Linked DNA regions of Mus musculus: regions 1, 3, 4, 5 and 6 are each linked to region 2. The links are chromatin contacts, called in public Hi-C, HiCAR-type and promoter capture Hi-C maps. All regions are on one chromosome and are shown on one strand. Each heading gives the region's core, a stretch centred on a gene start, on an enhancer-like site or on the middle of the called end of the contact. The rest is flanking DNA. Distances are from core to core; before and after follow the strand shown.

Region 1 (3,870 bases), core at 330-2,829, 1.9 Mb before region 2:
CTACGTGAAGCACGGTACCCAGCCAGGGAGCATCCTCAGGGCTCTCCCAGTTCAATTTCCATGGTGCGTGCCTTTGGACGAAACCATTAGTTTGCCGAACACAGCTGGATACCGCCTCCAGAGCCTTATAGATCTGAAAGTCATTATAATAGCCCGCTACCAGTTTGGGTAAAGTGGCCACTGCAGTTACAAGCGCATAGTCTTCTGCCTGCACACGAACTGACGGCCCCGTTAACCCTGGCTCACTGGGGAAACAGGCAGCACAGAAAGATGGGTAGGTTCCAGAAGGATTTATTCTGTAGGCAGTGCACCGGTTTAAAAGCCCTCCTAAGGCATCTGCCAGCTCGGAGTCCAGCAATTTAACCACCTTTTCATCATAGTAATCGCAGTCCCAATTGGGAACGCCCTGCCGAAGGAGAAAGTAGCGAAAGCCATCCACAGTATAGCGATCAAGGCAAGTCCTGGGATCCACCACGTTGCCCAAGCTTTTGGACATTTTTTGGCCACTCACCGTCCAGTGCGAGTGGACATAGATGCGATGTGGTGGCCTCAATCCTGCCCCTAGGAGAAGGGCAGGCCAATAAATAGCATGAAATTTGAGAATGTCCTTACCTATGATATGAGAGGTGGCTGGCCACCAAGACTTGAAATCTGCATCTGGGTAGCCAACTACAGTGAGGTAGTTGACCAGGGCATCCAGCCACACGTAGATGGTCTGCGAGTCGTCCCCGGGAACTGGTATGCCCCAGTGCAGATGGCTACTCCTTCGAGAAACGGACAAGTCGGGCAGCTCCTCCTCCAGCCACTGAAGAACTGCCTGGTGGAACGGTTCCGGTGTGATTGCCTGAGGATTGTTTCCAAGCCACCGCTGGAGTGGTTCTCGAAACTGAGAAAGCTTGAAAATGTAATTTTCTTCCTTCGTCCAGGAGACAGGATGTCCGCTCTCGAGAGACACGGGACAGGGATCCCCGGACGGACCCACCTGCCGAGTAACCTTGGCCTCCGGCAAGAAGCACTCATCCGAGGCACAATACCACCCTTCATAGATCCCTTTGTAAAGCAGACCCCGGGCCTCCAGCACACCCCAGAAATGCTGCACCGCTACTCGGTGCCGAGCCTCCGTGGTGCGGATGAAGTCCGTGGAAGAGATGTCAGCCTCCCGGAAAAGCTGCAAAAACTGGGCAGACACTCGATCGCACAGCTCGATCGGGGCCAAGCCGGCGGTGGCTGCCGCCTGCTGGATCTTCAGGCCGTGCTCATCCGTGCCGGTGGAAAACCGCGTGGACGCAGAGCCGGGAACTCGGAGACGACGGTGGCGGCACAGGGCGTCGGCCAGTAGCGCCGAGTACAGGTGCCCGATGTGCGGCGCGGCGTTCACGTAGAAGATAGGTGTGGTGAAGTAGGCCCGCGCTTCCCCGGCGTCGCCACTAGCGCTCGGCGAGCACGAACCGTAGCGGCGACAGCCGCGGCCGAACCGGGTGCGCGTCAACACCCAGCGAGCACACTGCCGCAGCATGGTGACAGCCGGCCCCAGCACTGGAGGCGGTGTTCCCGAGCACGGGAAAGGGCGCGTGCGCAGCTGGACGGTACCGCCGCTTCCGGCGCGGAAGCCAATGAACGGCAAGCGTTGACTCCTGCGGCCCCGCCCGCAACTCCCCCGCCTCCACCGGTTTCCTGCAGCGCGCAGGGGCGGGTGGCCGGCGGGAGTTTTTGAGTAGTCGGCTAGTGGGTTCCGTGTCAGGGCAGTTGGGGAAAGAAGAGCGTATCCCGGGTGTTGTGCAGTTTTACTCTTTGAGATCTGTTCTGGATCTGAACTGAACTGATCGGTTCTGGACTGAACTTGTTGGCAAGATTTTTATATTGAGGTATTTTCCAAACTCATTAACTGTCAAAGCAGGGCACAAATCCGGCCTCTTGGTATCCTCTAGTCAACATAGAAAAACCATTTAAGGTTTGTCTCAGAATCTAAATAAATCTGAAAGAAAGGAAAATAATTTCACAAAGCGCTTTAAGGAACGATAAGCACTGGCAGAAAAGGAAATGACGTGTCTGAACATGTTGCTGAGCCTTAAGGATTGATTTGAGAACTCATCCAGGGACTGGAGTGCGGAGTCACAGGTGTGCAGATAAGGAAACATTAACTTTCAGCTTTATTGTACAAAACAAGTCACAATTTTCTCCTCTAATAGTCTTGAAATTCTTCCAAGACTGAGCTTTGAGAATGAAATCCTAATTTTTAGCAGGAGAGAATTTTAAAATCCCAAATTTTTATTATTAATCCTTGGCTCACTGCATATTTTCTCATCCACAACTGGCCTCCCCACCCCCATTTAATTTAAACAGTGTATATATGCACATACTAAAATGAGATTGGAACACCTATAAACCCTCACCCAACCTAAGTACTGTTAGTGATTCTCAAAGAATGGTCCCCAAAGCAGCATGAGACACACCAGGAACTTAGACATCTGAGGCCCATTCCCTACCTGCTGAGGCAGAAACTGGGATCTCAGACCAGCAATCTAAGCTTTACTTAGCTCACCAATGGACTGTGGTGCACATTAGTGTTTAAGTTAGAGATGAGCTGCAGTTGAGATCTGTGCGCTGTGTCCTTCCCTCTCTTCCAAGAGTAATAGTGCCCTGAGGGTTTGGTTTTTGTTTTTGGTTTGTTTGGGTTTTTTTTTGTTTTGTTGAGTTTTTTGTTTGTTTGTTTGTGTTTTATTTTTTTGGGTTTTTTTTGGGGTTTTTTTTTGTTTTGAGACAGGGTTTCTCTGTCTAGCCCTGGCTGTCCTGAAACTCACTGTGTAGACCAGGTTGGCCTTGAACTCAGAAATCTGCCTGCCTCTGCATCCCAGGTGCTGGGATTAAAGGCGTGCACCATCCACTGTGTTGCCTACTTGAACCGGGTACACCTGGAGAGAGAGAGAGAGAGAGAGAGAGAGAGAGAGAGAGAGAGAGAGAGAGAGAGAGAGAGAGAGAGGAGAGAGAGGAGAGAGAGAGAGAGGAGAGAGAGGAGAGAGAGGAGAGAGAGGAGAGAGAGGAGAGAGAGGAGAGAGAGGAGAGAGGAGAGAGAGAGAGGAGAGAGGAGAGAGAGAGAGAGAGAGAGAGAGAGAATGGAGCCAAGACAAAGGTCCTGATCAAGGCCCACGAGTTTATTAAGAGACCGTGCTTATAAGGGGGAAGGCCCATCGCCCCCCCACCCCCCCCACCCACCCCCGCCAGGCTTCTTGATGTATTGTTGCCAAGTTGTTAGCACTAGTCTGCCGGCTCCACACTTGGTGCCTGGAGCCATTTCGTCAGCACTCGGTGGCCAGGCTGGCCGCTTATTCCGGAAATTCTCAGGAAAACGGGTTCAGCTTCTCAGCAGGTAGCAGAAGAGCAGGGCAGTTGTCACTTCGAAAGAAGCCAGCCAGGTCGGACAGCTGCACCACAGGTGGCCCCACCTCAGTGGCAGACTAGTCTGTACCAGCCCGCTTCAGGCTGGGGGAAGCTACACCACTGCACAGCCTGCCCTGAGGTTTTACTTACACATTCACGTTCCTGTATAGCACCAATGCATTTGAGTAACACTGCCTATATTTAATTACCATTTTAAAAGACAGCGGGGCACGTAGTCTCTATCTTACCTTTCTAATTCAACATTTTCTTCCTAAGATTCAACCATATTGTTCATTCCTTTTGACTTCTGCATGGTGTGTAAAGACTTGTGGTGAGTTGGATATGCTTTTTGGGATGATTTAGAAGATAGACTGATGGCGTTCTCTACAGGAACTACAGAAGGTGAAACAAACGTCCACGGCGTAGTCAGTCTGTGTGTTCTAGTTGATCTGCAAATTTGCAAAAGGCAAGTAGAAAGTAGATAAAACTAAA
Region 2 (3,506 bases), core at 56-2,555:
GCAAAATGTTGGGCCCAGTTTACATATCCAGTCTGTTAGTCTATGTCTTTTTATTGGGGGGATTGAGTCCATTGATGTTAAGAGAAATTAAGGAATAGTGATTGCTGCTTCCTATTATTTTTTATGTTATTTTTATGTTTGTGTGGTTATCTTCTTTTGGGTGTGTTGAAAGGAGATTACTTTCTTGCTTTTTCTAGGGTGCAGTTTCCCTCCTTGTGTGGGTGTTTTCCATCTATTATCCTTTATAGAGCTAGATTTGTGGAAAGACACTGTGTACATTTTGTTTTGCCATGGAATATCTTTGTTTCTCCATCTATGGTAATTGAGGGTGTTGCTGTAATAGTAGTCAGGGCTGCTATTTGTGGTCTCTTAGGGTCTGTATGACATCTGCCCAGGATCTTCCAGCTTTCATAGTCTCTGCTGAGAAGTCTGGTGTAATTCTGATAGGTATGACTTTGCATGTTACTTCACCCTTTTTCCTTACTGCTTTTAATATTCTTTTGTTTGTTTGTTTGTTTAGTGCATTTGGTATTTTGATTATTATGTGATGGGAGGAATTTCTTTTCTGGTCCAATTTATTTGGAGTTCTGTAGGCTTCTTGTATGTTCATGGGCATCAAATTCTTTAGGTTAGGAAAGTTTTCTTGTTTAATTTTGTTGAGGATATTTACTGACCATTTAAGTTGGGAATCTTCACTCTCTTCTATACCTGTTATCCTTAGATTTGGTCTTGTCATTGTGTCCTGGATTTCCTGGATATTTTGGGTTAGGAGCTTTTTGCAATTTGCATTTTCCTTGACTGTTGTTTCAATGTTTTCTATGGTATCCTCTGCACCTGAGATCTGCATCTGGTATGTCTTAAGACAGAGACAGTGAACTCATCATATACATAAAATAAGTAAATCTGAAGAAGAAGAGGAGGAGGGGAGGGGAGGAGGAGGAGGAGAAGGAGGAGGAGGAGGGGGAGGAGGGAAGGGACGAGAAGAAGAGGAAGAGAAGGAGGAGGAGGAAGAGGAAGGGGAGGGGAGAGGAGGGGGAAGGGGATGAGAAGAAAAAGAAGAAGAGGAAGAAGGAGGGGGAGGAGGAGGAAGGGGGAGGGGGAGGAGGAGAAGAAAACCAAATTTAAGAGTATTAAATTATAGTGATTTATTTTTACATAGGATCCACTAGGGGGCGATACAGACCATTCATAGATTCTGCAGCCAAGCCACACCTACATTTAGCAGAAAACCATTTTGCAGTGGAGCACAACTCTTAATTCGACTTTTCACAACCCACCCCGCGCGCGCTTGCCACTGCGCAGGCGTGAGTGTGCGCACTCCATTGGTCGGGGTGCCGGAAGGGGCGGATTCCTGAGTGGAACCCAGGCTTCCTGCCGGGGCTGCTGGCTGCCGTTCCTTCCTCAGTCGCGGTTCTTGGCGTGCGGCGCGGCTAGGCGATGCCCAGCAGTGGGGTGCACGCCGATGGCCGCGCCGCGCCGGGGCCCCCACACACATCGACTGCGCACGCCGAGTCCCTTAGCAGCAAGGTGCCGTGGGACGCCGGGGAAGGGTGGTGGGCGGCGGGCCCCGCTGTGCCCTGTAGCCTCCGCCGTGCATTCTCAGCACCAGCAGCTGATTCCCCTCCATCCTGCAGGTTTGCGACGATGGAGGCGTGTCCCCTGAAAAAAAGTGACACACAGATGTGTTGCTCAGTCACACACAGATCTGTTGCTCTGTGGCTGTGCTTCATCCAGTTAGCCACGCACCCGCCTGGGTGCCATCCATGACGTCCATCATAAAAGTTTAGAAGTCTGTACCTGTTCTTCCAGACTCAGGCAAAAGCTTCTTAGCCGATTTTCTCAGCTGCCTGTTACCTTAAAATATATTCTCAACTTTAAGTGATCCTAAAAACATCTGTTTGGTCATCTCTTTATTATTCAACAAGAGAAAGGAGCACCCTATCAAATTAATTTTTTTCTATACCTTTAGGATAGGATTTCATAAATAACTCAGGCCAGCCTCAGATATTATTGCTTAGGCATTACTTGAATAATTCTCTTGCCTAATAGCCAGGATTTCAGGGAGGCAACCCCATACCGGAACTAGTCCTAACTTCCAGTTACAGACGAAAATCTTTAAACGTGTAGAGTGGAAGGGTGTGGGTATAGTCTTTTCAGATATTAAACATTCCTAAATTCTGTATTTTTTCTGTCCTATATGATATCTTCAGTACATTGCCTAATTCCCGCTGTACCACAGTGTACTGTGGTGTCACCTAAAGTGACACCTGTCATTCCTGTAATGAGCATAAAAACACTGTACAAGCAGACTTGAATCTCAAGGAAAGCGTACTCAATATGGCTTTGTAGGTTATTAGTACAGCTCTCAGGACTTAATAGACTATTTGCCTAGCTTAACGATACCAGCAATATGCAGTCCTTAATACTTGAAATAGAATGATACAGTGGTGGAAAATCATGTTGGATCAGTGCAGGTAGGGCATTCAGTACCATAGTACCATTTCATTTGTTTTATCCGAATGTCTGGCTGTCATCTAGTGCATACATCATAAAACCATTGGTTGTTGGTAAAGAGGAGAACCCACATTCATTTTATTTCTCTCTTTTTGTCTACAGCAAGACCTTATAAAACTAAAAGATTGGGTTTTTGTTGTTTTCGGGAGAGGTTTTGTTTGTTTTTGGTTCTTTTGTTTGGTTGTTTTTTGTTTTTTTCAAGACAGGGTTTCTCTGTGTAGCTCTGGCTGTCACAGAACTCAGTCTGTAGACCAGGCTGGCCTCGAACTCAGAAATCTGCCTGCCTCTGCCTCTCAAGTGCTGAGATTAAAGGCGTGCGCCACCACTGCCTGGCTTAAAAGATTGGTATTAATTTGGGTAGGCAGTGGCTCACCCTGGTTAAAGATGTGAGCTGTGGTAACTGACCCCTGGCAAGCCTATGCTTCTCCTTCTCAAGCTGTCTTCTACTGATTCCAGACTGAGTGCTGTTGATTTGTTCAGTGTCCATTTAGACAGGCAGTCCATTATAGCCCCCAACCCCATCTTTAGTTTTAAAGCAGTGACTTAAAATGTTCTCGCTAAACATACTTTGAAATCTTCCACTTTAGATTTTTTTCTTTACTTTAATAGATTAAAGAACAGAAAATTATTGTGGATGAACTTTCTAATCTAAAGAAGAATCGGGTGAGTTGCTGTGGAAATCTGAATAGTATATTAAAATTATGATTTCGATTATTTATGCTAACATTACAAAATTCAAAGATCATAATTTAAAAGCTAACGTGGTATCCTAGTTTGTTTTTGCATGTTTTAAATTTGTTTTTCCTGTATATGTCAATAGATCTCAAAGATAAAAAAATATTTATTATATTTTAACAAAAAAGAATGAAGTTTTTCACAGAAAACTTTACTATTCTAAATACTTAACCCATTTAATGCCTTTTTTATGAATATGTTCAGAAATCAGCTGCGATTATGTAATGACTGACATTCTTGACATTTCTGATATTGTC
Region 3 (3,861 bases), core at 776-3,275, 1.1 Mb after region 2:
TGAATAAATATTGTTGAAGATAAAAATATCTAAGATTAGAAGAATCAAAGTTTCCTGCCATATTTCTATTCAGTTTGTAATAGTTTTGATTTGTTGTAGCTTTCTTGTTAGTTGTTTTATTATTACCTCAGATGTCCAACCTTGGTAAACTCAGGTCTTCCAAATGTTAGAAGTAACATTTGCCCTTTCTTATCAGTTCATTCTGAAAAGTAGAAACTCTAAAAATAGTCTACCAATGCATGTCTTTTCTTTACTTTTATCTTTTTCTTTTTCTATTCTTGTCTGTTTGCATGCATGCACATATGTGCAGCTCACTTTCCTCTGTGTGGAGGTCAGAGGTTCTAAAATTCACCAATTCAGCTAGCGTGACTAGCTCTGAGTCCTAGGGACTTGTCTCCACTCCAGGCATGGTTTGTAGGTAAGTGCCTGAGGTCGGACCTGCAGATCCTCATGCTTGAGCAGGGAGCCCTTCTACCCACTGAGTCATATCCTAAGTTCCTAATTGTTAAATATACTAGAAAGTGTTTAAACCTTTAATCATCAGAAGTCATTTCATTGAGCAATGGAAGAAACTAGGAAGAACTGGCATGAAAACGTTGACTGGATTGGTGAGTAGTCTGGATGGGGTTGAGAAAAAAGAGAAAAGAGGCAGTAAAAACAGATAACTAGTTTGTAAGAAACTGAACAACACTAAGGTTTGAAAGCAACCCATAAGTTAGAAAGACAAAGTTAGATATTATTAAGGGTAACATTTGCTATCTCTCCCCTAGAATGTATTGTTTTTCCTAAATATATAACTTTGATTCACTAATATTAATATTTTTGACAAACTAACCTTAAGCAATAATAAAAGCCACCCAAGTAATATAAAATTCTGGCTTTTTTTCCCCCCACAAGGTCATTTCCTTCACACTTTTTATTTTTATCTAAAGAGCAGGTTGAAAACAAAACAAAAACTTGAGCATGACAAGCCTGTAGGCACAGTCAGATTCTTTGGTTACTAATCTCGTTCAACATGTACAGATTGATTGGATTACTAAATCTGGTGAATTACATATCCTGCTAACTTTGGTGAATCTATGCATTTAAGCCTATCTGTTTCAGGAAATGGTTTAAAAAGCGGTTTTAGTCCTGAGTGGTATATGTGTGCAGACTCAGGAAACATATGATGCACACACATCTAAAAGGATACATGGATGAGGTGATGCTGTGCTGAAACAGTTTTGAGACATGGTATTCAGATGCTTCTATTTTAAAATGGCTTTTAAAATAGAAAAAGGATCTGCAGTATTTTGCTTTCAAGTCAACTGGTACTAATGAAATAATCGCCGTTCAAAAGATTTGGAGAAATCTTGTAGAAGATAGAAGAGATCCACCCTTACTCTGGCTTTTTCTCTATTCTTCGTTGTTCCTACGCTCAAACGTTCTAAATGTCTTAAGTTGCATAGCTGAAAGGATTTTGCTCATTTTTTCCAAAACATTTCGCTTCTGGGCAGTAGCCAACCATGGAAAGTTTTAAGCACATTTGGGAGAGGGATGAAGCTAGTCAGGGCGGCCTTGGCAGAACCGATGCCTTCAGAGGGGCGGACACATTCCCCTAACCGAGGGGGCGAGCAGTAGGTTTGGACCAGACGATCTGCCACCGCCAGCCTCCCTCCAGCCTTGGGCGGCCTGAACAGGCGCACTCCAGCTTCCTCAATAGCTGGAGGACGTGCTTCCCTGGAGCGCACCTGCCTGGTGAATGGCCAGACTCCGGAGCTACGGGTCCTCGCCCAGCTTGGCCTCAGGTGGCCCGAGGCAAGGGGGAAGAGCGGTCGGCGGGGCTGACACACGTCAGTCGTCCTTCTCCCCGCCCTCCAGGACCCAGCGGGACTGCGTACGGGCGCGGAGACAAATTTGACCGATTCTCTAGCCAATCAGAAGAGAGGTCGGCAGGCTGAGCCAATGGAAGAGCTTGCAGGGGGCAGGCCGTCAGCGTCCTCCCGCCCCCGGTTGGTGAGCCTGGTATGTCTCCAGCCCTCCCTTGAGCGTCAGTCTCAGTGCGGAGCTCGCGGCGGCCAGAGCAACTTCGGCTGGCTGCAGGCTGGGCGGCGGCGGCGGCGAGGGCGGCGGCGTTGGCGGCGGGAGCGGCGGAGCTGGGGCCACACCCCGTCCCGGACTTTTTCTCTTTCCAGTCCTCTCCCCGCCGTGCGGGACACGGTTCCGGGAGCAGAGCGGCCGCCCACGCCCCAAGCATCCTCATCTGACGAGCGGGCGCCGGCGGTATGATGCGGCTGCGAGGCTCGGCGATGCTACGGGAGCTGCTCTTAAGGCCGCCCGCCGCCGTCGGAGCCGTCCTGCGGCGCGCGCAGCCCCTCGGCACGCTGTGCCGGCGCCCCCGGGGCGGGAGCCGGCCGACCGCTGGCCTGGTGGCCGCTGCGCGACTCCACCCGTGGTGGGGCGGGGGCGGCCGCGCGAAGGGCCCCGGCGCGGGCGGCCTGTCCAGTTCGCCCTCGGAGATCCTACAGGAGCTGGGGAAGGGGGGTACGCCGCCACAGCAGCAGCAGCAGCAGCAGCAGCAGCCAGGGGCGTCGCCACCCGCAGCCCCGGGCCCCAAGGACAGCCCGGGGGAGACCGACGCGTTCGGCAACAGCGAGGGCAAGGAGATGGTGGCCGCGGGCGACAAGTGAGTTGCGTGGGTGAGGCTGAGGGGAGGGGTCGGGCCCTGGGCGGTGGGCGGTGGCGGTGCGGCTTAGCAACGGAGGTTCGCGGAAGAGAAAGAAAGCGATGCCAGGCGGCCTGCGACGGCTGTGCCATGTGATTAGGCCCGGCCCCGCCCGCGCCCCTCGCCTGCTCCCACTTCCCCTCCGTGGCCGGCGCGAGTCGCCCCGGGGTGACGGGTGAGCGCCGGGAGGGTCTTGCCTGCTGAAGCCCCTGCCGGGCAGAGGCTGCTGTCCGGCCGCGCCGCGTGCTCAGCGCCCCGGCTCTGCGAGGGTGATGCCACGCGAACCTCCATCTCTCCCGAGTGACATTGAGGAGTCGGGCGTAGAGCGGAGCTTCTACCTTCCCGATTCACCTTTTTGCCAGGCCGCAGTTCCCCCATTCTGTAAGCCTCCACCACCATCCCACTGGATGCCAGATGTGGCCTTGGGTTCTTAATCCTCCTGAGGTGGATCGTTTTGGCGTGCGTAGAGCCATCTGGGCCACCGGAAATAATGCTTCAGAAATGAGATTAGGCGGAATAGGGACATGTGGCCTAGAGGACGAGGAACGCAGCATGGACCACCTGTTCCTATCGGGACCAGTGATGGCTTGTCTGATGTCTTCTGTGCGGTGGACAGATTTTTAAAGGATAAAATTGTTTTAAAAGCACAAAAATAAGGTGACATAAAATACACAAAATCTAAGTAGTTTTAGGGACTTGATTGTGATAGGATGTTGACTCATTGTGTATATAGGGTGGGAATTTAGCCTAAGAGCAAAATTGAGTTTTCTTTGCTGAATGCTTTTGTGTAATATAGTTTCCCCAACTAGGTAAACACTGACTTTTAGGCTTTTTCTGTATCCTATTTTTCTGACTTTATACTGATATGGTGTATCCTGTTTTGCATTTTACTTCTCTTCCAGCTCTGCACAGTAGCTTAAGTCAAACTGAAAGTGTGAATTTTATGACTTCAATCTCAGGCCTGCTTAATGTTTCCTGTAATTGATGTGGGTACCTTCCTAAAACATTCCTGGTTATTTTCCCAGAGTGAAAATGTTATTTAAAACAAAATGAAACAACAACAAAAACCCTTAATAAGGAAAAAGGCACTTAATGATGGTATTCTGTGATAGTAGCTTTGTACCACAAACTACCTTGATGATCATGGGCACATTATT
Region 4 (3,634 bases), core at 396-2,895, 1.2 Mb before region 2:
TCTACAGCTGAAAACTGACCTGCTGCCTCAGGCTCTGCTGCCATAAATACCCTGCCACAATGGACGATATGTTGGAATTGTGAGCCAAAACAAACCTTTCCTTAAGTTGTTTGTCCCAGGGTATCATCACAGCATAGGACAAATAACTCCTATACCAAGGGGCACACCACAACATCCAAAACATACATGGTATGCCTTAAATGCTTATTAGCTAACTATTGCCCTGCTACTCAGTATTACCCAGACTTTCCTGGCCCTTCCAAATCTACCTCCATACCTCAAAGCAGCTCACCAGTCCATTTTCCCAGTCCTCTCTTTACAAATAGTCCGTATCTTGTAGCTAGGTGTATTTGCTTAGATATCCAAGTGTTTCTGTCTAGGGTTAAAAAAATTGTTACCCTTTTACCTTTGGATTGTAGCTTCTTGATGTGAATAGCAGGGTTTTGTATAAGATAAACAATTAGCTTCCTTTTCGGTCTTGAAATTCTTTGATTTCATGCATCCTATCCAGCTTTCCTCAAAATATTTGCTAGAAAATTAATCTAATAAAATAAAATTGAGTCAGTGCCAAAGATCATTCTAAGTAAAATTCTGAAGTTAGCAGCACGCACGCACGTGCACACACACACGCACACACACACACACACACACACACACACACAAAACTCATCTGCTGTCTGGTTAGCTTTAAGGGCTGACACCTCATAACATTTCAGCGTTTCGAAGCTGTTACAAGTATTATCAATGGGTTTAATTTGCTTTTTTAAAACCCCTTCCTTTGTGTAAAGACAAATGGAAATTCTTCAAAATGAACTAAGTTATGAGAAAGAGTGGAAGCTTGAGCAAAATTCTCTTCTAACGTCATTGTGGAACCAGTCCCCAGAGACATGGGGGACTTGGAGAGCACCTCAAGTCAGTGCCGACCTGGTCCTGCAGGTACCAACTGGGAACATCATGTTGGTAGGTATTTTTATATTGTTTTTTTTTTTTTTAGACTTCGTCTGATTAAGGCTTCCACCAAGAACAGGATTTCCTTTGACTGTCGTGTGTTTTGTTTCAATGAGCAGGTGTTGTTACTACCTACAGGGCCCAAGTCGGTGGTCTAAGAGGAAGGGGGAAAGCCATTTGTCTCTTCTGGAATCAAGCTAGTTGGTCCTTGAAGCGAAATTGCGGAGGCCCGAGATGGTTCAAAATTGAACAGGATGGGGTTTGAAACTGTTGCAGGGGAAGGTGTGCGTGACAGCCACCTGACACGCCTTTGATGTGCCGCCTCTCTTGGCCAGTTAGCTCTGAATCTCTAACAGTCTCTGGACTCTAGGGCGTTATCCTTGCCCCTGGCCAATTCCTGCGGTACCCACCCGGCCATTCCCTCTCCTGCCTCTGGGATCCCGCGCTCCCATCCCCCTCTCCCTTTCTTCCTCCACTCCCCGTCCCCCCGCCCCTCTCGCCCCCTCCCTTTTCTCTCCATGCCCTCCAGCCCAGCCCACTCCGCTTTCTCATTCCATTTTTTAGGCACACAATCTCGCTCACGCTGCAAACGCCCACAGCCCCCTCCTCCGTGGGCGGCACCGCGGGCCGGCTGCTCGCAGTTGCGCAGGCGCGCTGAGCGGCAGGCGAAGGGGAGGGGGTGCTGGCGGGCTCCGCGCAGGCGCGCGCTGCTCAGCTGGGCACGGCTTGGCACCGGAGTCTTTCCCTCGCTCTGTCTAGGCTGCCGAGCTTCTCCTGGTGTAGAGGCGCTCGTCTGCACCATGTTTCTCCACTCAGTCAACCTCTGGAATCTGGCGTTCTATGTCTTCATGGTGTTTCTGGCGACCCTGGGGCTGTGGGATGTCTTCTTCGGCTTCGAGGAAAACAAGTGCAGCATGAGCTACATGTTCGAGTACCCCGAGTACCAGGTACGGCCCTCCCTTACCTGCGCGCCCACACCTCCCGGGCTTCTCTCGGGCTCAGATGGAACGCTCCGACTCGGAGCTCTCCTGGCACTCGAAGTCTCCTGCTTCGTGCTGGGCAGGGCATCCTCGCCTCCGCGACCCCTCGTCCCCCACCCAGACTCCGGACCCCGACTTCTGACCGCCAGAGAGCCAGCTCTGGTCCCTCTCCCCAATCCTTATACTTCCCGGACCCTCCTTTGCTTGCAAGGAGATGATTTCTCTTCGCGCCCAGTGATGGGCGTGCGTCAGATTTCGCTTTTCTGGAAAGAAGCAGCGTCTTGCAGAGTTGCCAAAGCTGATTTAAAAAAGAGGCTCTGAGGTTTTACCTCTGGGTGAAGTGACAGACTGGCCTGATTAATAATTAAACTGAAAACTATCTAGTTTTCCTCCGGTGGAGAATTTTGCCGATCCACCTGTTCTGTAGGTTTTGAGTCCGTGGGTGTGTGAGTGTGCGTACCTGTGTTTTCGCATGCCTCTGAACAGTCAGTGACCTGCATAATCGATTACGATATCTGTTATAATCGGTTGCATGTACATTCTGGTGTTATTTTGTCTTCTCACTGGGTTTAACAGGATCTGCCTCCTCTTTCATCGCCCCCCCCCACCTCCTCTGTTCTAATTTGAATGCTTTCATTAATTGCTTCATTTGTTCCGCGTAGTAGAATCTAAAATTTCATTCATGACCAGCAGTAGAAAGAGATGATAACAAATTACACAGCTGTCAGGAGAAATTCCCTTTGGTGATATTTTTCTTGAGATTTCTAAATGAATCTAAATTTTGGAATATCTATTATAATAACTCCTATAAAATATGCATAATACATTTTGATAAGGTGCATTCTTAGTATACTTTTAGGATCATAGCAGATTTTTTTTTCTGTCGATAAAGAATGAAAATCAGGATTGAGTCTGTGTACAGGTCCTTATAGAGGGAGCCTGTTTGATGCTCTCTTATTTACATTTAAAAACTGAAGTTTAAGTTGCTGAGGAGCAAGCATCCTTTCCCATGGATATTTTCTAGTAGATGAGTTCCTACCTTGATTTTGCATCAGTGGTTATGAGGGAAAGTGAACACTGCATTTCAGATGCTTTTGGAGATTTTTAACAAGTTAGTGTTAATTCCAAAGCTAATGAACTGATATGATGTTGGCTTATGTTCATTAGAATCTTAATAGTTAAAAATAAGAACTTTAGGGTTTTTTTAAAAACTGAAAATAGAGTTTATTTTAGTTCTCTTTCATTGCCTATGATTTAATAATTTGAAAACTCGGTAATATTGAAGCAGGTCGCTTTAGTGTAGTACTGTATTCAGTGGTTACAATAAAATCATTTTGGAACAATAGTTTCCATTTATTTTTAGATTTCCCACAATTATTTGGTCTGTTTTAATATTTGCAGTAGTAGAAATTGCCTCCATGTTCAGAACAAAGCATATGGATCTCACAGATGGGCCTTGTGCCTCATGAAATTGACTAGAAAGAGAAAATTAGTGTCATTGAGACAAAAGAGCTAGTGGGCTTTTTTTGTCGGTATGTAGTTATTTTGGTACAAATTGCTGTTTTGGAGTTTGACACTTAATAATTTGTGTGCACAGTAATAATCATAGTGGTGGAAGTTTTAGTACACATTTTTAGCAGACTTTGAATGAATTATGTTATTTTACAAACAGAATTAAGGCCTACCTATAGAAATGAGCCCTTTTG
Region 5 (3,673 bases), core at 53-2,552, 1.8 Mb before region 2:
AGTCTCTAAATTGGATGTGTGTGTATGGGGGAGGCAGGTGGATCTCGGAGTTCGAGGCCAACCTAGTCTACAGAGCTACTTCCAGGAAAGTCAAGGCTACACAGGGAAACCCTTGAGAGAGAGAGAGAGAGAGAGAGAGAGAAGAGAGAGAAGAGAGAAAGAAGAAAGACAAAAGAAAGAAAAGAAAAACAGTAACTCTCTAAAACTCAGTAGCATTAAGTATTTTGATTTCCACTTGACCCTAAAAATTACATTTTAACAGAAAAAGTTTACTCAGTACACGGTAAGAGGCAGCAGGCTGGGCAGCAACAAGAACACAGCCTGCTAAAATTACATTTTAAACATATCTCTTTTGATTTTAGAACTTCTACTCAACGACTCAACCCATTTCCAAAGGCTGATTAATCCTATCAAGTTTGAATGTCAACGTGGGTGGTTTTTTTTTTTGGGGGGGGGGTCTTTTCCGTTCTTTTCTGTTCTTTTTTACTGTGAAGCATCCCTGGTTTGCAAGTCCTAAGAAGCACCAATTTACTCCCCATAGTGCCCTACTATTATTTTGATGTATATAATCAGTTCATTCCGACTATTGTCCACGCGCATTAGCATGAATATACGCAAGGAATGACATGTAACAAGTCACAACCTGGTGCCGAAAACTTGCTGGACCAGAGAACAGCTGCAGGGAAGCCGAAGGGAGTGGTGGCAAAGACAAACAACAGGAGGATAACGCAAACTAGTGCCACCTGCATCCGGCTAGACCAACTGGATGGAGCCGACCGGCAGGTACGTCACCGGCCAAGCTTGCTCCCGGTGAGGTGGGCAGTGTTTACAGCCCTCGACGCCGGCGGTCCCGACGCGGGGACAGCCCCCTGGTCCCCAGCTGGCCCACCCCACACCCGGGCGCCGTCAGCTGCCACTCACAGCAGGCAGCGCAGCAGCAGCCGCTGGTGACAAGCGTCAGCCCCGGGCCTCGGCGAACACAGCGGGGTCCTGCGTCTAGCAGGCCTCCAGGGCGGCCGGCGCCGGCTCGGCTGCCTCCGGGGCCGCGGCTCCGGAAGCGCAGGCCAGCCACCGCGGCCACGGCCCCCACCCGCTCGCCCTGGCCTCTCCTAGACGGAGTCCCGCCAGCAGGAGAGCCCCGGCTCGGCCCCGCCAACTCTGTGACAGGAAAGCCGTAGGGACGATACCTGCGCCTTGGTGCCTGGCCTGTTCCGCCTCAGCACTGCCGTCCCCTCCGCCATGACCATAGTGCCAGAGTCTGGGCGGCTGGCGTCGGTACCCGGATGTGGGGGCCGGCAGCTTGCGCGGGGGGCGGGGCACGGCGGGGCTCAGCGCTGCGGCGGCGGGGAGGGGCGGCAGCCTGCGGAACAGCCGCCGCCCGCGCGGAGCACCATGGGAAGAGTGCCGAGCCCGCGGCTCCGGCGGAGGGAGGAGCACAGAATGAACAGCCGGCGGAGCTCCGCCGAGGCCGAAAAGGAAGATGCGACCGGAAGCTGGGGTAGAGAGCCGCTTCCAAGGTCTGTGGTGCAGGTGACCCAAGCCTGCGTCACTTGTGGGTGTTTGTCCTTCAGCTGTCTATAGACTGGAAGGGCAGTTTGCACAATAGTGACCATCTCAGAAAAGCGAAATGAGAACATAATTCTCCACCCCAGATAATCTGGTAAATTTTTATAGAATCTTCATGGATTAACCCAATCTAGAATCAGATTGGCTGGGTCGGTTAAAGGGAAGACAGGAGGTACTGATAAATCTTGCTTCTAGGGTCCTCTTACTGAAAAGCCAAGGACTCTTTCAATGACAAGTTGGTTTCCGTAGATAAAAGACTCAATGCTAAATTAAAAAAAAAAATGCCCATCATGAGATAGAAAGCGCACATCTGTTATTGTGTGTTAGAGTTAAAATAAACTCACATTTTTGCAAGTCGGAAGCAGGAGGAAATGAATAGCCCTTGATGGCTTTTATGAATTCTGTATCTTAACAAAATTCCAAGTTTCTCGTGTTTTTAAGTGTGATGTTTTTTGTGTGTTTTCTTTTGTTGTTGTTTTGGTTTTGTGTTTTCTTTTTTTGGAGACAGCGTCTCCCTGATGTTCCTTGAATTTAAGAGATTTGTTTTGAGTGCTGGGACCAACGGAGTACACGGCATGCCCGGCCAGGCTTAGGGGTTCATGTGTAATCCAACCCAGGTGATCCCACACCTTTTTCTGAATCCCTTGGGCGCATGCAGGTAAAAAGCTTACACACATTAAATAAATAAGCAAGTAAATAAGCAAAACAGTTAAAAGAATTGTTTAGAATTCAAAGCCAGCATGGGCTACATAGAGAGTTCCAGGCCAGGCAGGGCTACAGAGCAAGACTTAAATCTTCTCTCAATCTTTCCCAAAATAAGAAAAAAAACACAGCATTTTTACCAGAATCTTTTTTTTTTCCAAACAAGAAAAGTTTGTTTTGGTTTATAGTACCATGGGACACCTGGTGAGGAAGTTGTGGACACTGGGTAAGTGCTCTTTATAACTTCAAGAGCATGGGGTTCAGAAACAGAGGTCTTAAGCTGGAGGCAGAAGCTGGTATCTGCATCAAGACCCGCCCAAAGTGAGCCACTTCTCAGAGCTGGGCCATGGTTAGAATTACACAACCTCCAAATCGAATCTCAAGCTGAACACCAAGTGTTCCAACATAAGAGCTGCGGCGGGGCAGAGTGGCGCCTTTAATCCCAGCACTCAGGAGGCAGATACAGGCTGATCTCTGTGAGTTCAGAGTATGCCTGGTCTACAAAGAGAGTTCAAGGCCAGCCAGGAGTATGTAGTGAGACCTTATCCTTAAACAACAACAATAGTAAGAATGAACGGAGGAATTCCCTTATTCAGATTGGCCTATGGATATGCCTAGGGAGCCCTATCATTATTAATTACTGATGTGGGGGGCTCAGCCCACTGTGGGTAATACCACCCCTGGGCAAACTGACAAACCCTGGGAAACAGACCAGTGGCCAGTAAGCACTGTTCATTCATGGCCTCTGCTTCAGTTCTTCCCTCCAGGTTCCCACCTTAAGTTCCTGCCCAGCCCTTCCTCAGTGACGAATTGTTACCTAGAAGTGTAATAGGAAATAAACCTTTTCCTCTCCTAAGTTGGTGTTGGTCATTGCTTTGTCGTAGCAACAGAGGAGCAATGTGTCTGAATGCATATGACATGTGTATGCATACAGCTGTCCTTGGAAGCCAGTGTAGAGTGTCAAGATCCCCTGGAGCTAGAGTTACAAGCAGTTGTGAGCTGCTTCATTTGGTTGCTCGAACCAAACCTCTAGAAGGACAGGATTCACAAATTCTTTTTTTTTTCTTAATTTTTTTATTATTTAAATGCATTTTATGCATCAAACATATTAAGAATATGAAGTATTTTGAGAATCAAATAATACACAAAATTGTTCAACTTTTATATTCATATCCTTTCATACCCTAAAAATATTAATGAATATTTAATACTATCCATAACTGAGGATCCTATGTCTAATGTTGAATACTAAATTGTTTCAAAACATACAAAATATTCTTTGGGAATTAAGCGTAGTAAAAGAGCATAAAATACAAAAAAATGAATTATTAAGAAATATATTCAAAAGCCCTTATATGATACCACCTGACATAGTGAGAGAGTATTTAAAATGCATTATATTATC
Region 6 (3,578 bases), core at 424-2,923, 1.2 Mb after region 2:
TCGTCAGATAAACATGAAGTCAGTTTTTATATTGTAATCCTAAAGGTTAAAAATTATAGCAATCCCTAAATTAAGGAAGTCTTGAGATAGAAACAAGTTACCTGTGACAATCATGTAACGGGATACACACCACTACACAATGGCACCACCACAATTCAGAGTGGGAGACTGTAGTAGCGCCAGACCTCTGAGGAAAGGTCTGTACTCTGATGGAGCATATGGGACTGTATGGATAAATACTTGTTTTCAAACACTCATGTGCAGGAATGAAGTCATGTCTGCTGCACAAATGCCCCTTCAAAGGATAATAAGGAAATGTCTACACTACAAAGCAAGCCGCCATTTCAAATACCATTGGAAAGGACTCCAGCCCACCACTGTGGCATGTCTGTAAACCTGAGACTGGCAAGACAGTCCTTAAACACCTGGCTCAGAGTCTGGAGTTGGCTCTTTCCTGTTTTCATGCCTCCAACAAACATTCTATCCTCCCGGTCTAGCCCGTTCTGCACAGACCACATTGTTTCCAACAATCTAGCAGAATTCCGTATAGATGGTACTTCTTCCTAAAACTGTCTATCCCTCCCACACATAACTTTCTTTGGCCTGTACCAGGCTGCCATTTGCACGGTTTTTAGCGCATGAACTTTCCACAGGAAGCTTGCTGTCTGCACGCATCAGAGCCTCTGAGGGGATATATTTTGCTATCAGCGTCCTCTGGACCCTACAGCGCCGGGCATATAGCCTAAGTGTTACTGAGCACAGAACCGTTTGTTCCGCTGAAACCTTGTATGTATCAGAAGGCGTAGGAAAGCAAAAGGCAAACCCCATGATGAACCTACAAGTCTGAGTCCTCATTGATCAATCAGGGCTCAAGTCATTCCTGCCAGATAAAAGCAATCTTCACCCATCCATTCACCTATCCCTAAACTTTTAGGTAGTGTTCGGGAGTATTTTAGATAGTGATTATACCATTAGTGGTTCTGCGGAACCTAAATACCACCTTTAAGTTTCAGAAAACCGGTAAGGGCTGATACATACTGAGATTCCAAATGCTTCCGTTCCCACGTAGACTTACTGGGCTGTCTCCGGGTGCAGGTTCGGGATTCAACACAAGCAATCACCACACACAGCAAGTTATATGCCAGTTGCATGCGCGGCGGCGTGGCGCCGGCTCAGGGTATGGAGCAGAGCTGAAACGACTGCAAAAAGAAGAAAATGTTACAGTGGTGGAAAGGGGCTGGAGGCAAGGCGAGCAAAGGTTAAGCGGGAAGGTGCAGTGTCTTCCGGGAGAAATGTCTATTGCACAAGTCATTTTACCCTAGAAGTGAGAACGGCAGGATAAGAGAGCCAAGCAGCGCCAAGAGTTGGGCAAGCGATCCGGCTCCTGGCGTTCTCTCTGCGGGATGACAGGTCACCTGTGGGCAGCAGACCCCAGGTCCGAGGAGAGGGCGCCCCACTTCCACCCGCACCCGCACCCGGATCCGCACCTGGCTCTCACTCACTCACTGCACGCAGGAGCTCGAGTCTGGGCAAATCTCTCTGCGCCGCTCAGCAGTGTCCCAAGTGGGTCTGAGGGGCGCGGTCCCGGAGGTCTCCAGGGAGCTTTGACAGACTCGGCGCTGAAAACCGAAAGTACCGGGCAGGAAAAAAGGCTAGAGGGCGTCCCGCCTCCTTCCGCCTCAGCCAATCAGCGGCAGAGATTGGCCGGCTGTTCCATCAGCGCACCGTCCCCCCCCCCTCGGCTGCTTGGCCTTCCTGGTCCGCGCGCTCCCTACCCGGCGTGCGAAACTTGGGGCGCCGCTGTGCGGTGCAAACCGCAGACAGGGGGTTGTGTTTACAAGGTTGGAAACTATAGGCTTGCGCAAGCTCAGTCTTGGAGATCCTGCATTAAGTAGGCGCATCACTGCGGGATTCAGAATTGGGGACTAGAGATTAACCTTCACGCTACTAAAGCCAGGGAGCTTAATTTACCAATTTGAAAACATTCAATACTTGCCTTTAACTCAGCAGCTACAGAGAACTTGCTCTTGCAGAGGACAGGGCTTGGATTTGCAGTGCCTGCGTAATGGTTCCCAACTCCAGTTCCAGGAGTCTAGTGCCCTCTTCGGACCTCCACTGACGTCAACCAAGCCTGCAAGAAGTACACATACACGCAAGCAAAACAAAAATGTCATGAAATAAAATAAATAATTCTAACTAATATGTTTAAGAAAAATAAAGCTTTACACAATTGACACCTCCATTACCGAAACTTTTGTCCCGCTTAGCCATCATGATGACAGGACCTCTTTGCTTCTTCCTTTCTCGCAGGACATCCCTCTGTCCCCCATCTCCATTATTAAACTACTAAACCAGAATGTGAGTCTCTTATCTACCCTTCTCCCGTTGTGCCTTTGATGACTGTCCCTGTAACTTCCATGTCCTGGAGCACTCCTAGATGTATACACACCCACTGCTTTCTTCCAAGTGTCACAGTTACCCTGTCCTTGGATATCTACTGAGTCTGTAAACCAACTGTACTCAAAACACAGGTTCCTCCTCATACCCCGTCTTAGTCTGGAACGGATGAGGGCCAAGCCATAGACGTTGCCCATTTAGTCCCGGACACTTGGTCCTCGAGCCTCGGTTGGTCTAGCTCCTGTTTCTACCTCTTCCACCACCCCGTCCTCTTACCTGGATCATTGCTGTGGCTTTTCTGGTGACTGCTTGACTTTGGCTTTTCACTCCCTTTTAATTTATCTGCCATACACTCATTTGGGTGATTTTTTTTTAAATCTAATTGCAATGCTGATCATGTCATGCCAATCTAAAAATTTCATGATGGCTTTTCTTGCTTGGTCTTAGACAATTCAAATTTCTCAATATATTCTCTAAAGCCATGTTCCCCTATCACTTTCTTTAATCTCAGCTTGTGCTACTCTGTTTTCATTGCTTAGTACAGCATTTTTATTCTTTGAATAAGCAAAACTCTTTCCCCAAACTCAATCTTCTCACCAGCAGTGTTCTCTTTGAAAAGTCCTCTAAGCCAACATCTGTATTCTCAAATTCTTTGAGGAGTCACTAACTCATGTTAAAATCTAGGATCAATTGGGTGCTGATGGCAGACAGCATTAATCCCAGTACTAAGCAGGCAGAGGTAAGCTGATTCCTGTAAGTTCGAGGCCAGCCTAGTCTAAAGAGTGAGTTCCAGGACAGCCAGGGCTACACTGAGAAACCCTGTCTTGAAAAACCCAAAATCAACCAACCAACCAAAGAACAAACAAAAACCCCTCAGATCAAATGTCACTTTTCTACATAGATATCACAGAGGACCAACTAGGTCTTCTTAGAATGCACACCTAGAGAATCAATTGTTTCCTTGAAACAGATGGAATTTGAATCATGCCTTGAACAGCACCACTTTAGTTGGCAAAAGATCTAAGTAATTTCCCAAGGATGTGTATATATGTGTGCACGTATATTATAGCCTTTATAGATGGATATAGTCTATTTTCTTGTCACACGTGCACCCTCACAAAGGCATCACAGAACTGACTCCTGGTCAAGATCGTCCACAAATGTCCCTGCCTTTCTTCCTG

The links. Promoter capture Hi-C pulls out the DNA fragments that hold promoters and counts their contacts. Hi-C and Micro-C count contacts between places; a contact is called where the count stands out from the background. HiCAR-type assays count read pairs that join an accessible place to other places.
Region 1: a contact with region 2 is called in a Hi-C map of CD8 T cells, with 4 times the contacts expected there. The contact joins the promoter of Mars2 here to the promoter of Asnsd1 in region 2. A contact is called at or near these places in 1 of 39 promoter capture datasets (pre-B cells), 1 of 484 Hi-C or Micro-C datasets (CD8 T cells) and 2 of 9 other capture datasets (adipose tissue and liver).
Region 3: a HiCAR-type map of astrocytes shows a contact between it and region 2, with 4 times the contacts expected there. The contact joins the promoter of Gls here to the promoter of Asnsd1 in region 2. A contact is called at or near these places in 2 of 39 promoter capture datasets (hippocampal neurons and pre-B cells), 2 of 484 Hi-C or Micro-C datasets (neutrophils and uterus), 1 of 115 datasets of contacts at active chromatin or transcription factors (astrocytes) and 1 of 9 other capture datasets (liver).
Region 4: a contact with region 2 is called in a promoter capture Hi-C map of hippocampal neurons, with 3 times the contacts expected there. The contact joins the promoter of Pgap1 here to the promoter of Asnsd1 in region 2. A contact is called at or near these places in 3 of 39 promoter capture datasets (3T3-L1-derived adipocytes, hippocampal neurons and pre-B cells).
Region 5: a promoter capture Hi-C map of pre-B cells shows a contact between it and region 2, with 5 times the contacts expected there. The contact joins the promoter of Mob4 here to the promoter of Asnsd1 in region 2. A contact is called at or near these places in 2 of 39 promoter capture datasets (the HPC-7 cell line and pre-B cells).
Region 6: a Hi-C map of pre-B cells shows a contact between it and region 2, with 4 times the contacts expected there. The contact joins the promoter of Stat1 here to the promoter of Asnsd1 in region 2. A contact is called at or near these places in 4 of 39 promoter capture datasets (cranial neural crest, hippocampal neurons, liver and 1 more), 1 of 484 Hi-C or Micro-C datasets (pre-B cells) and 2 of 9 other capture datasets (adipose tissue and liver).

Annotation. Positions count from the first base shown.
Region 1 is chr1:55,234,886-55,238,755 of GRCm38.p6, reverse strand. It overlaps Mars2 (methionine-tRNA synthetase 2 (mitochondrial)), which reads right to left and starts at 1,579. Exons shown (of 1, transcript NM_175439.3): 1 at 1-1,579. The coding sequence starts at 1,516. It overlaps Gm10561 (predicted gene 10561), which reads right to left. Exons shown (of 4, transcript NR_166489.1): 3 at 3,627-3,827; 4 at 3,132-3,393.
Region 2 is chr1:53,350,551-53,354,056 of GRCm38.p6, reverse strand. Asnsd1 (asparagine synthetase domain containing 1) reads left to right here and starts at 1,305. Exons shown (of 6, transcript NM_133728.3): 1 at 1,305-1,527; 2 at 3,124-3,177. Asdurf (ASNSD1 upstream reading frame) reads left to right here and starts at 1,305. Exons shown (of 4, transcript NM_001353501.1): 1 at 1,305-1,527; 2 at 3,124-3,177. The coding sequence starts at 1,438.
Region 3 is chr1:52,231,396-52,235,256 of GRCm38.p6, reverse strand. It overlaps Gls (glutaminase), which reads left to right and starts at 2,025. Exons shown (of 18, transcript NM_001081081.2): 1 at 2,025-2,665. The coding sequence starts at 2,265.
Region 4 is chr1:54,555,695-54,559,328 of GRCm38.p6, reverse strand. Pgap1 (post-GPI attachment to proteins 1) reads left to right here and starts at 1,645. Exons shown (of 27, transcript NM_001163314.2): 1 at 1,645-1,895. The coding sequence starts at 1,749.
Region 5 is chr1:55,128,874-55,132,546 of GRCm38.p6, reverse strand. It overlaps Mob4 (MOB family member 4, phocein), which reads right to left and starts at 1,302. Exons shown (of 8, transcript NM_025283.3): 1 at 1,188-1,302. The coding sequence starts at 1,247.
Region 6 is chr1:52,117,533-52,121,110 of GRCm38.p6, reverse strand. Stat1 (signal transducer and activator of transcription 1) reads right to left here and starts at 1,673. Exons shown (of 25, transcript NM_009283.4): 1 at 1,488-1,673; 2 at 1,039-1,199.